2 separate regions of the Mus musculus genome follow, and region 1 is linked to region 2. The links are chromatin contacts, called in public Hi-C maps. All regions are on one chromosome and are shown on one strand. Each heading gives the region's core, a stretch centred on a gene start, on an enhancer-like site or on the middle of the called end of the contact. The rest is flanking DNA. Distances are from core to core; before and after follow the strand shown. Region 1 overlaps Rsph9 (radial spoke head 9 homolog (Chlamydomonas)). Region 2 overlaps Gm35456 (a long non-coding RNA gene).

Evidence for each region. A called contact is a pair of places that touch in the nucleus more often than the background predicts.
Region 1: a contact with region 2 is called in a Hi-C map of bone marrow-derived macrophages, with 27 read pairs. The contact joins two enhancer-like sites. A contact is called at or near these places in 10 of 39 promoter capture datasets (3T3-L1-derived adipocytes, the C10 cell line, cranial neural crest and 7 more), 2 of 15 datasets of contacts at CTCF or cohesin (the NIH/3T3 cell line and embryonic stem cells), 67 of 484 Hi-C or Micro-C datasets (the AML12 cell line, B cells, the C3H10T1/2 cell line and 44 more), 24 of 115 datasets of contacts at active chromatin or transcription factors (CD4 single positive thymocytes, the HPC-7 cell line, acute myeloid leukemia and 19 more) and 4 of 9 other capture datasets (adipose tissue, liver, macrophages and 1 more).

What each region holds. Positions count from the first base shown.
Region 1 is chr17:46,127,620-46,133,694 of GRCm38.p6, reverse strand. Rsph9 (radial spoke head 9 homolog (Chlamydomonas)) reads left to right here. Exons shown (of 5, transcript NM_029338.4): 5 at 4,197-4,425. The coding sequence ends at 4,357. Mrps18a (mitochondrial ribosomal protein S18A) reads right to left here. Exons shown (of 6, transcript NM_026768.3): 6 at 4,787-5,190. The coding sequence ends at 5,046. Among named protein-coding and RNA genes, the nearest start is that of Rsph9, 14 kb to the left of the region's middle. Within about 2 kb of position 2,199, at least 32 of the 459 cell types and tissues checked have an H3K27ac peak or open chromatin away from gene starts, as enhancers often do. A contact at or near this core is called in bone marrow-derived macrophages and liver, where this site is marked.
Region 2 is chr17:45,706,446-45,712,744 of GRCm38.p6, reverse strand. It overlaps Gm35456 (a long non-coding RNA gene), which reads left to right. Exons shown (of 7, transcript XR_385596.4): 4 at 398-519; 5 at 1,356-1,492. Among named protein-coding and RNA genes, the nearest start is that of Gm35456, 17 kb to the left of the region's middle. Within about 2 kb of position 4,369, at least 8 of the 459 cell types and tissues checked have an H3K27ac peak or open chromatin away from gene starts, as enhancers often do. A contact at or near this core is called in bone marrow-derived macrophages and liver, where this site is marked.

The sequences.
Region 1 (6,075 bases), core at 950-3,449, 420 kb before region 2:
TTGATAACTCTCTATTTGCTGATATCCAACCCACTTTGGTACCAGCCCTCCTCCCCGTCATTATGTAGCAGGAGGGTCAGAAGTTTAATGTCATCCTTGGCTACATAGTAAATTCTAGGTCAGCTGAGCTATATGAAACATTATTATTATTATTATTATTAAATTTGAGACAGGGTTTCTTTGTATAGCCCTAGCTGTCCTGGAACTCACTCTGTAGACCAGGCTGGCCTCAAATTTGCAGAGATCCACCCGCCTCTGCTTTTCAAGTGCTGGGATTAAAGACACATGCCATCCACTCAGCCAAAATATGGATTTTATATGTACACATATATAATTTCCAGGTTCCTGACAAGCTTTGGTGGGAAGAGCTAAGGAGGCTTAAGGGAAGGCCCGTGATCAGAAGGCAGTGTTCACAGGTGGACAGAGAAGGGACAAGCAAACCTGCAGGTTCCTGTCTTAGGGCGACTCACAGGGCTAGGGACGATGGTTCTGAGCAGCTGGTTCCACCACACGGAGGCACCTGAGCCAAGTCACCTTGAGTGTGGGCTTACAGTGATGGGGAGGTGGCTTCTGGGACTCGTTGGCAACAGAAGGAGAATGACGAGGCCGGGATGGCTCTCCTTATCAGACACACTCTGGCTTCCTTCCAGACTCTTCTAGTGAGAGCTGAATGAGCCGCTGGGCGCCTCTCCTGCCTAGCAGATGCAGTGGTGATGACCTGTGCAGAGTCAGGACTAGAACCCTTGGATACCATGCCTGGCTAGAGGGGTGGAGTCTGTAGATCTTTAGCTCTTTCTACTTAGGGAGGAACATTGCTTTCTGAGTCTGAAGCAGTCATTCAAGATGGCTCAGGTCACCTCTAAGCAGGTGTGAAGTGGGCCTTGTCCTGGGGTCTCTGTTCCCTGTGCCCACAGAGATAAGCCCAGAGCTCACAGCTTCTCTCTGAGTGGAAGAGAACAGAATGGAGAGGGATATTGCCTGAGGCTAATATCTTGGCAGTGAGCTGCTGTGTGATGTCCTGGGATGGAAAGTTTTGTAGGGATGGATCCCTGGCAAGATCCTCCTCCTGATGAGTGCTAAGACTTCCTGGCTGCGGGCTTGCACCGGAAGACAGGTGGGGCAGTACGCAGGGCAGCCAGCTTCCTCACCTGGACTCTGCCATTCAATACTCCTTAACCTTTCCGCTCTGTCAGCAGAGCATGGAGCAGCTGCTGCGTGCCAAGTTCTTTTGGTGCCCTTGGAATGAGAAAGACAACGCTCTTAAGTCAGGAAGGTTTGAGCGCAACCAGGAGAAGCTGAAAAAACAGAAGTTATACTGGAAGATGTTGGAGGGTAGGATGGGGTGGGGGTGCGCACAGAGTAGGCAGCAGAGGCAGCAGGTGGCCGGGGTCCCAACAAAGAGTACTCAGTGCAGTGCCCAGTTTGGGCAGCAGAGGGCAGCAAGAGTCCTGCAGCCAAGAAATTGACCTTTAAAAGCTGCTGGTGGTTAGTGAGGACAGGGAGCCTGAAGAGAATGGGCAGTGTGGCATCAGCTTTATGGGGGTTCGTGCAGATGGCTCCTACGTCTTTTAGAAGCGATCAGAGGACCCTACCCCTACCCCATTGTTTACTTATATTGGAGGCTGCACCAGGGGTGTCCTTTTTCTCTGTCCCCACTCTGAGAGGATTGACTCTACCTTGTGGTAAAGAGAATGGTGGCTTTCAGGAACTTACAGCCATTTTTTTTTAAAGATTTATTTATTTATTATATAAGTACACTGTAGCTGTCTCCAGACACTCCAAAAGAGGGCGTCAGATCTTGTTACAGATGGTTGTGAGCCACCATGTGGTTGCTGGGATTTGAACTCCGGACCTTCGGAAGAGCAGTCGGGTGCTCTTACCCACTGAGCCATCTGACCAGCCCATTTTTTTTTTTTTTTAAATTTCATTTTACCTGTATGGGTATTTTGTTTGCATGTATATCTGTGTACTACACATATGCCTGGTGCCTATGGAGGCCACCATGGCGCTGGTGTTAGATGGTTATTAGCCATCACGTAGGTGCTGGGAATCAAATCTAGCTTTGAGCCATCTACCCAGGCCTTCCCGGCCATTGCTTAGTGTGATGACCTTTAGGGGTTGAGACGTAGGATACCTGCTGCTCCCTCGACAGTTTGACCTGAGCCTGGCCCTTACTCTCTCTGGCATTGGGAAACCCAGGAAGACCTCCTGCCAACTGCAGAGGCTCAGCTGCTGAGTTCCAGGCTGGATCTTCTCCCCAGTCTCAGTACAGGTCTCTGGAGAGGAAGCCAGGTCTGAGGAGGCCTGGGGCTGTGAACTGATCCACTGGATCATTCCTTCAAAGGGCTACTACCACAGTTGTCTGGGCCTGGTTTTTCCATATTTACAGTTGAGATGGAGGTGAAGGTGTCAGGTACACACTGTGTGTCTGCTCACACACACACACACACACACACACACACAGAGAGAGAGAGAGAGAGAGAGAGAGAGAGAGAGAGAGAGAGAGAGAATGGAACATGGTGTGTGTCCCAGATGATGAGCTGACTGAACCAGGGAGGTTGAGAGGACAAGAACACGATGCCGGGGCTGCGCGGGAAGGCAGAGAGCCCGGCCCCTGGCATGCTGCAACTCAGCACCCTTTGGCTTGCTTGGTCCCGCCCTCACTGGCATCTGTATTTGTATTTTTTTAACTTCCTCACAGTTTACCCATGTTGCTGGGCTTGGGCTACTCATTTCAGCCTCTGCTTCCCATCTCCTCGAAGTAAGAGGTGAGCAGACATGCTGGTCTGAGGGGCCCCATGCCACCATGCTGTTGGTTGAATCGATAGATATCTGGATACAGTGGGGTTAGGGATAGACCCTAGGCTGTTTTCTCCAGGCTAGCGCCTGAGTGAGGGACGCTGCAAGCCAGCCTCCCTGGGTGGGCAATCAGAGCTTGGTCTTGCTTATCTCACAGAGGCTGTGTAGCTGTGGGCTCCAAGGGCAATGAGGGATTAGGTCTCTGTAGAAAGCTGTCCAAATGATGTTCTGGGCCCCAGTAATGGGACTTAAGGCTAGAGAACTGTATATTTCTGGGTCTTTTTGTTGCCAAGGATAAAACACAGGGCCTGGGACACTGTTCTGTAACATTCTATCCTTGTCTCCCCTCAAGCAATGTTTCCTGGAGACTTGTGACCAAGAAAGCCACCAGGGTTCTCAGGTGCCCAAAGAACAGCTGTTGGCTAGGTGTCGTACCAACCGGGGCCTGTTTCACTTGATGTTTTGATTCCTTGGCGGTGGCACTGGGGCCTAGAGCAAGCGATAGGCCCATGGTGTGGCCTTCACCCCATTGTTCTGTGCATGGCTCAGTCAGGACCAGGGGCAGAGGACCTCCATGCTTCCAGAAAGCTCTGGTTTTGACCTGGGCAGGCAGCTAGCTACACGGGGATAGGCTTCTCTGATGCAGGGTGGCCTCTGGAGGGTGGAAACTGACTGAATCGTGAGGCTGCTGGGTGTGGAGTGACCAGGGTGGGCCATGGTTGGAGGTAGGCTGCGGGAAGCTTGAGTGGTGGGAGCCAGCACCGGGGCTGAGCTGGCAACTGATGAAGGCTCCAGATCAGCCCTCTGAGCATAACTGGTTGGTCCTGTACCAAAACCTTCAAAAGTTATTTGCCTTCCTGGCAGGGCCCAGAGCAGGGCTGTGGCTGGTTTGGGGGAGAGGCCTCTGTGCGCAGGGGAATAGAAGCCCAGATCTGCATCCAGAGGCGATTTTCCCAGGCTCCTTCCTCCCACACAGCGGCTCCCTCCCTTGGAGCTGGATCAGGCCCTTCCAGCCAAGTCATCCTGGCTGCACAGCCTAGCCTGGTCTGAGCTGCCTGGCGTCTTGAGTAGCATGGGGCAGACTCAGCAGCCGAGGTCTCCTCCTACCAGGCATGACTCCACCCATCAGCAGTTGGGCAGACCACTGAGGTGGAGGCCTGAAATGGCCCAACTTCAGCTTGAGCCCCTGGTTGTCTCATCGATCTTAGGGCAGAGGCCCAAGGTCAGTGATTTACCCTGAAGCAAGGAAAGGGAGCCACACCATCTGTGGGTCCCTGAAGTCACCTCTACACTTGCTCCCTTCCCTGTGTCATGAGCAAGTGACTGTGACCATCAGGAGCACAGCAACTTTCTCAGTGGCACCTCAGTGCCAGGCCTCAATTGTCCCTCCCATCCAGGGTCTTGGAGCATCCAGATGGAAAGGGGCAACGCACTGGTGGTGCTGCGCAGCCTGCTCTGGCCAGGCCTCACCTTCTACCACGCTCCTCGCACCAAGAACTATGGCTACATCTACGTAGGCACAGGAGAGAAGAACATGGACTTGCCCTTCATGCTGTAGGAAGGCAGGCTGGATATTTATGTGGGGTCGAAACACTCTTTCATAAAGTTCAACTGTTGGGCCTTTTTGTTCTGTCTTGATTGTTGTCATTTTGTCCCTCTGGCAATCTAGTCACCTGGCTATGAAAGGCCAGAAAACAATTCTGAACCAAGAAGCAGAGGCCTGGGATGAGCTAATGAAGGAGGAGGCATCAAGTGTAGATGGGTGGAGATGGTGTGAAGGGGCAGTTAGGGGCCCGCTCAAATTCCTGGATTCAACTGAAAGCTGCTAGTAACTGACAGTCACTAGGCCCTCACTGCAGTGTGGTGCCCGTCAGCAGACGATGGGACCTGTGTGGCACATGGACCTGCCCCAGGTCCACTGACAGGGCCCATTAGGCAGTTCCCTACTATGCACAGGCCCCACATTTCTAAGCACTGACCACACGGGGAAGCCAAGAGCCTGCTTTATTACATTGCCTTGGGTAAGGCTCCCGTCCCTGCTCCAACCTCAGCCCCAGCCAGGCAGAAGACCACAGTGGCCAGGAGATCCAGCTCCTGGCTGCCCTTGGCTTCCAACATTGCAGCTGGGCAGATCCAAGGCACAGAAGTTAGTTCTCTGTGCTGTTGTGGAGGATAATGGTTCTGGTGGGAGGAGCAAGTGCATCTTCTAGACGGTTCTAGTCAGCTCTTCAGAAGTCCTGCTCCCACTAATGCATCATCTTCAGAGGCCTTCTGGAGTAGCAGACATTGTCTTTCAGGAGTGGTGACCCCACGGCCATACCCACCTTGTTCCAACGGTGGCCTTTTTTATAGATGGGCTTGACGGACTTGGGAGCCCAGCGAGTCAGATAGCTGTAGTGGGAACACAAGAGGTTGCCTGCTGGGGCAGGAAGAGCCGGACACTGCCCCCTGGGGCTGTGCTGCCTCCCTCACCAGTTTTCCTTTCTCAAAAGGCAAAGCATTTTTGGGGGAGGGGACTGCTGTTTTGTAAACAGATGGGCTGGGCTCTTGCGGCTACAAGTGTGTGTACTCAGGGCTGAGGTGGAGTCTGGCAGCCCAGGCCCATCCCCTTGACCTTTAAGAGTTGTCAGTGTACATCCACACTGCAGGAGGAAGGCAGAGAAGAATCCTGCTTGTCACGCAGGTCTCTGGCCTGACGCTGGAGACAGGAATGTGACAGAAGGCTGGAGAAGGCCTGCACTCATCCCACTTGGCTCCTTTAGATCTCCTAGCCTCCAGGGGACTTCCCAGGGCACCTCAATCGTTGCAGGACCCCATCCCTCACCCCATAGGAAGCAAGGGATGAACACAGCAGTGCTGTGTTCCAGCAGGTTTCTGTAAGTAGGAGGGGCCAGGGAAAGATGGCGGCCACCCATGGCCCTCTGGCCTCCTCTGGGGATAGCCTAGGCTCTGACTGTTCCTGGAAGAGTGGGTCATAGCACCAAGACTGGGGTTTACTCTGTTCATAATGAAACCTGGCTCCTGATCAGGAAGGCCCATCCTTCATACTCAAGAGTTCAACCACAAAGGCCAGGTCCTCCTGTGTTCTATGTGAGGTTGAGGCTTGCCCTGGCTGCCTCTAGAGGCCCTCAAGTTTTACTTTAAAAACTAGTATTCCTGGCAGAAATTAAAATTTTTTTTTTGGCTGACATCTTCTGGCTGACAGAGGGTTGCTGATTCACGCCTTTCTATCATGGTTCTTTGGAGCTTGAGCTGTGAGCCTCATGCAGAGGGAAA
Region 2 (6,299 bases), core at 3,120-5,619:
AGATCAAGATCTGCAGAACTCTCAGCTCCATGTCTGCCTTCATGCTGCAATGCTTCCCGCTAGGACGATAATAGACTAAGCCTCTAAAACTGTAAGCCACCCCAGTTAAATGTTGCCCTTTGTAAGAGTTGTTGAGGTCATGGTGTTTCCTCACAGCGATAGAAACCCTAACTAAAACATTTAGCACACTTGCCTACCTCCCTGACAAGCACCGCCCCCCACCCCACACACACACCTTCTCCTGTTCCCCTGCATTTCCATCTCTGCTGCGTCTTCCTCCACCAATCTCCACCATCTCCCTCCCTCCAGCTTCTCCCTCCACTACAGAGTGCTAAGCAGCCCAGTCCTACCATGCATGTCTCAGCCTGGCATCTTATATATGTTATCCCACCTCCAGAGCTTTGACTCTGATGTCTACAGCACAGAGCAGACCCAGTGATGGGGACAGAACCTGCCTTGGGAGGACGCCTGGGAAAACACAAGGATATGGATGGAGTACACACTTACAGGGGACCACAGGTAGGTCCTTCACCAAACGAGAAGAGTAGGGCTGCGGCCTTCGGCAACACCAGGGTCTCAAGGGACAAAGAACCACTATCAGCGATCAGCGGTAACAGGACAGTTTGTGGTCCCCATCACAGCACCCTCCCCAACTGGCAAGGTGGCAGTTAAAGGACATGCCATGCAAGCCCGATAGAACCCAGTGGGAGCGGGGAGCTGAATCTGGAAAGTTCTCCTCTGGCCTCCACTCGTGCACCATGGCACACAATAATTATGATAACAGTAATTTTAAAGCATCCCCCAGTCTGAGTCAGATAAGCCCTTGAGTCTGCCTTCTCAACTCAGCCCTTCTCAGAACGCTGTGGAAAGCATCCCTGACCCCACCTCCTTCCCACAATACCTCAGGAAGCCTTGACTCCAGCACTCTCACCTGTGACCTCTGTGGTCCCTTCTCTGTCCCTCTGCAGGAGCCACTGTGTCCCATGAGGTGGCCCACTTCCTCTTTTTTTTTTTTTAATGATTTGTTTGTTTTTATTGCGTGTGTTTTTCCTGCACGTGTGTCTGTGTGTGTGAGGGTATCTGGTCCCCTGTAACTGGAGGTACAGACAGTTGTGAGCTGCCATGGGGGTAGTAGGAATTGAACCCAGGTCCTCTGGAAGAGCAGCCCATGCACTTAACCTTTAACCCATCTCTCTAGCTCCTGCCCACTTCCTCTTAGCGTCTCACCTCTCACCTCCAGGACTCCATTTCCCCGATCTCCTTCCCCACTGGTCCCCCCTGATGCTCACCCAGCTCCTTCTCGGTCACTCATGTTTGCTCTCAGCTCACTGCGCCTCTCTCTTTCCCGTTCGCAGGCACTCCTGATGCGACTGAAATCTTTCACTCAGATCTCCCAGGCCCTGAGCCAAGTAGATCTCTCTGAACATTCTCAAACCGATATCAGACATTACTCCCATTCCTCCATCTCCACTCCCAGGATGGGGACTCCATGGTAATCCCAGGCAAGACCTAGAGTGGATCCTCACCCACTCCTACCCCCGTCTGTCTGTCTGTCTGTCTGTGTGTGTTTGTTTTGAGACAGGGTGTCTCTGTGTAGCTCTCCCTGACTATATTTGAACTTGTTCTATAGAATAGGCTGGCTTCAAACTCACAAAAATCTGCCTGCCTCTGTTTCCTGACAGCTGGGGCCAAAGGCATGCTACCACCACGCCTAGGTCTTTTTAATATTTTTAAAATGAGATTTATATGATAAGTCCCTGGAATGGGAGCTGCAGATGGTTGTGACTCGCCCTGTGGGTGCTGAGACTCAAACCTGGTCTTCTCCAAGGGCAGCCAAGTGCTCTTCGCCCCTGGGCTCTCTCTACAGCCCACCTCCTGCCGTTCTTGAGTTCCTGCCCAATTTTGGAGACACAAGCTGCCCCATGGGTTGAAGGCTGGAATATGGACAGACACACAGATGTGCTTGATTTAGAGGCCACAGCACAAATGAGGGACTGCTTCTCGGTGGAAGGGTCACAAGCAGCAGCCAGCTCCATGGCCCGCGTCACACGGCAGGCAGTCCAGAGCTCTCCACAGACCACAGAAGAGATGGCAGAGGCTTTGCCAGTCACTCACTGAGCTGGCCACACTTCCCCTATAGGCCTGCCCTACCCAGCTCTGGCCCTGCGTTGTCCCTCGAGGTCACATGTCCTTTGAACGGACTCCTGATAGAGACGCAGCTCTCCACTAGCCTTCAGTGTTTGGATGCTTAGCATAACTCCTCAGTTTCAGTTTCCTTAAATTGCTAAATACCTATTCTTACCCCCATCTTTTTCCCCCCTTTGGGATAAGATCTCCTGTGGTCCAGGCTGTTCTTGGACATCCTATGTGACTGACAATGACCTTGAACTCCTGGTCCTCTTGCCTTTTATGGAATTCACAGGTGTGTGCTACCAAACCTGTCTGTCAGTCCTCCTTTATGTGTGTGTGGGCATGCATGTGAGTGTGTACATGTGCGTGCAGGCGCTGCTAGTACAACTGTCTTAAGCACGCTGGGACAAGGAACCATGAGCAAAAAGCCAGGCAGCAATGGGTTAAAGCTGCAGCCCTCCAGCAGCCCAAGGGCTGCCTCTGCCAGCTTACCATTGCTACTTTGAACCACAAACAGGATCCAGGTCTCGATACAGTCCACTCACTCACTGTCACATCTGTGGCTTTGGCTGGGGCTGAGGGCATCCCCAGGGTATCCCCACTTAACCCTATCACTTGGCTAATTCTGACTAGTCTCTTCATCTTCCAGGTTGACAGCTGCTAGTGATGGTGTCTTAACACCATCCCAGAATAGAATATTCAAGGGGCTGGAGAGCCCCTCCCAGGAATTTTGCATAGGGCCAAGAGCAGAGCCAAACGTGTGGGCCAGTATGGGTACTGCATGGCCCTGGGGCACAGGCCCTGGGCAATGTAGACATTTGTCTATAGAATAGTTGTGATATGACCAGTGTTCTGGCAGAGCCAAAGGGAGAAAAGAAGCCAGTGGCAGACATTCCATCCTTCACTCTTCTTTTTTTTCTCTTCTTCTTCTTCTTCTTCTTCTTCTTCTTCTTCTTCTTCTTCTTCTTCTTCTTCTTCTTCTTCTTCTTCTTCTTCTTCTTCTAGATTTATTTATTTATTATATATAAGTACACTGTAGCTGTCTTCAGACACACCAAAAGAGGGCATCAGATCTCATTACAGATGGTTGTGAGCCACCATGTGGTTGCTGGAATTTGAACTCAGGACCTCTGGAAGAGCAGTCAGTGCTCTTAACCGCTGAGCCATCTCTCCAGCCCCCATCCTTCACTCTTCTTGTCCTCCAAGCTCCTGCTTCACCTCCCCAATACAGAGAGGTATGGAAAGAGACAGGGCAGGTCCTGAGAGGCCATTTAAGATACCCAGCCTGGATTTTGTAAGTGTTGACTGGAACTTCATTGATGAGAAATCTGAGCAGAACTCCAAAAGATGATCGGTCACCTCTCCAGACAAGAAAGGACACTCCTGGCCATAGGGCCACCTGTGAGCTCTTAAGGGCTTATGCTGGAAACTCAAGGCAGGAACCCTAGGGATAGAGCAAGAGAAAGAAGGATCAAATGAGAGGCTTCATGTAGGGCTAAACTCCACCTCACTACTGTGGGGACCACTGAACATAACCACTTACCCAGCACCTAGTGGGCTTCCATGGTCCAGGATTTACAGAGAGAAGGAATAGGGCTTGGAAGACAGAAAACATCGCTGGTGTGGGAGATGGCTCACCCTCTTCACTTAATTCTTTATTCAACAAACATGGAGAAACCATTTCTTTTATTTTATTTATTTTTTTTTTTTTTTGAGACAGAGTTTCTCTGTGTAGCCCTGGCTCTCCTGGAACTCACTTTGTAGACCAGGCTGGCCTCGAACTCAGAAATCCACCTGCCTCTGCCTCCCGAGTACTGGGATTAAAGGCGTGCGCCACCACACCCGGCGAGAAACCATTTCTTGCTGGGTCCTGAGAGGGCCCCATGAAAGCAAAGGGTCCATTTCCTTGGCCACAGTGAATGCAACCATGAGATGACAAGAGGCAAACCTGGTAAGGCGGGCAGGCGGGCAGGCGGGGAGGCGGGGAGGCGGGCAGGCGGGCAGGCGGGCAGGCGGGCAGGCGGGCAGGCGGGCAGGCTCGCTCCAGCGAGAAGCACAGTCTTCCCTTCCATTCAGGCTAAGAGAAGATAATCCAAGAAGTAACCGGAAGCAACCCAAATATCTTGGTGGTTATCCAAAGGCTGCTTCCGGAAAACAGTTTCAGTTTTTAATTGCTGGGGAGGGCACCTTACCAAGAAATAGTTTCAACACAGGTCAGGGGAGCTGAAAGAGCAGAAGTCATGAGGTCAGATAGTCCCGATTTGGAATCCCAGCCTGCCACTTGCCCGGCAGTTCCTGAGGTCTGGTCAGCTTGGGTGTTCTCTTCTCAGTCAGGCATCCAATGATGAGAGGGCTACCCGGTAGTGCCAGATGCACTTATAGAAACTCTCACAGCATGAAAAGATCGGGGGAAGCCCTAGGATGGAGGAAAAACAGGTGTGTGGGGTTCTAGAAGGAGGAGTAGAGGCTTCTGTAGAGGGGCAGAATTTGGGGCTGAACATGATTCCCAGAGCGCTTGCCTAACGTGTATGACGCCCTGGGTTCCATCCCCAGCACCACATAAGCCAGGCATGGGGTGCACACCTGCAATGACAGGTAGGGCAAGTTGATCAAATGTTATTATGGACTACACAGCCAAGTTTGAGGCCAGTCTAGTATACATGAAACGCTGTCTCAATTTTATTTTTGATTAATTAATTAATTAATTAATTAGCTTCTTTGTTTATTGAGTTTCTCTGTGTAGCCCTGGATGTCCTGGAACTTGCTCTGTAGACCAGGCTGGTCTTGAACTCAGAAATCTGCCTGCCCCTGCCTCCCGAGTGCTAGGGTTAAGGCTGTGCACCACCACTGCCTGCCCCCTGCTCCTCTCAATTTTAAAAGGAAAGAGGGGAAAGCCACTTGTGAAACGAAAAACAGAATATAAGTTGCCAGCCAGCCTGTCAGGCAGGAAGGTGGCTGAAGCCACTGCTGGGACAGGCAAGGAAAACCAAGTCTGAGCAGAAAACTGGGTCCTGGTGGTGACCAGAAAGGCGACCCTCCATGCCATCCAGCAGGTGGAGCCAAGTCAGACCTTGACTGAGACCCCTCTCACATGAAACAAGGACTCCCACTTTGTTCTGGGAGTTGACTGGCCCTGGTCCTCTGGTAGTCTTCACTGACACCTCTTCTGGCTTACCCTCACCCCGTGTGTACATACAAATATACTCAGGCACACACACACACACACACACACACACACACACACACACACACATAAAATAAAACAAGTGGTTTTTTTTTTTTTAAGATAAAAAAAGTCAAAAGCCAGCTTTAGCCTGTCACTATACCTGTTTATCCCACAGCCTTCTGGGTGGAGAGAAGAAGAAAAACCAGGAGGTGAGAAGTCGTGTCTGCATGCCACGTCCTACAGCCAAGCGTGGTGGCCCAGGACTCTGCAAGCTTACAAATGGGAGTCCCAGGCCAGCCAGAGCTATTTATTGAGACCCTGTCACCTGTGAAAATATATAAACATACATACATACATACATACATACATACATACATACATACATACATACATCTGCAAACTGAAGAACACTGAGTCCAATTTGTGGCCGCATGATGTCATTTCCTTTACGTGTAATTCCTCTTTATTTCTGTCTCCTGTCTGCCCCCTGCCTGCGCCTGATACTGCTGATTAACTTCCAAGTAATTAACTTCCATGTAAACACAGTCCATCTGAGTCCCCCTCCTCCTTCCCATCCACGGAGGCGCAGACCCTCACCCACACTGAGGTGATGGCTCCCCTCTCCACTCACCCAGAAGCAAGCACTCCACTGGCCACCTTGTAACCTTCAACCCCAACATTGTGAACACTAGATCAGAGTAACTAACGTCTGTGCAATTGGAAGCAGTGGCAGATAGGAAACAGTATTTAAATTTGGAGAAGAAATAACCAGTTATAGTAGGGTGTAGTTCTCTGCCCCTGTGATCCAGCACTTAGGAGGTAGACCCAGAAGATCAGAAGTTCAAGATCATCACTGGTTACATAACAAGTTTGTTGGCATGGGATGCACGAAACACTGTTTCAAAGGATATATATATATCATATATATCACATATATAATATATATCATACGTGTGTATGTGTGTATATATATACTTTTTTATTTTTTATTTTTTAAAACAAG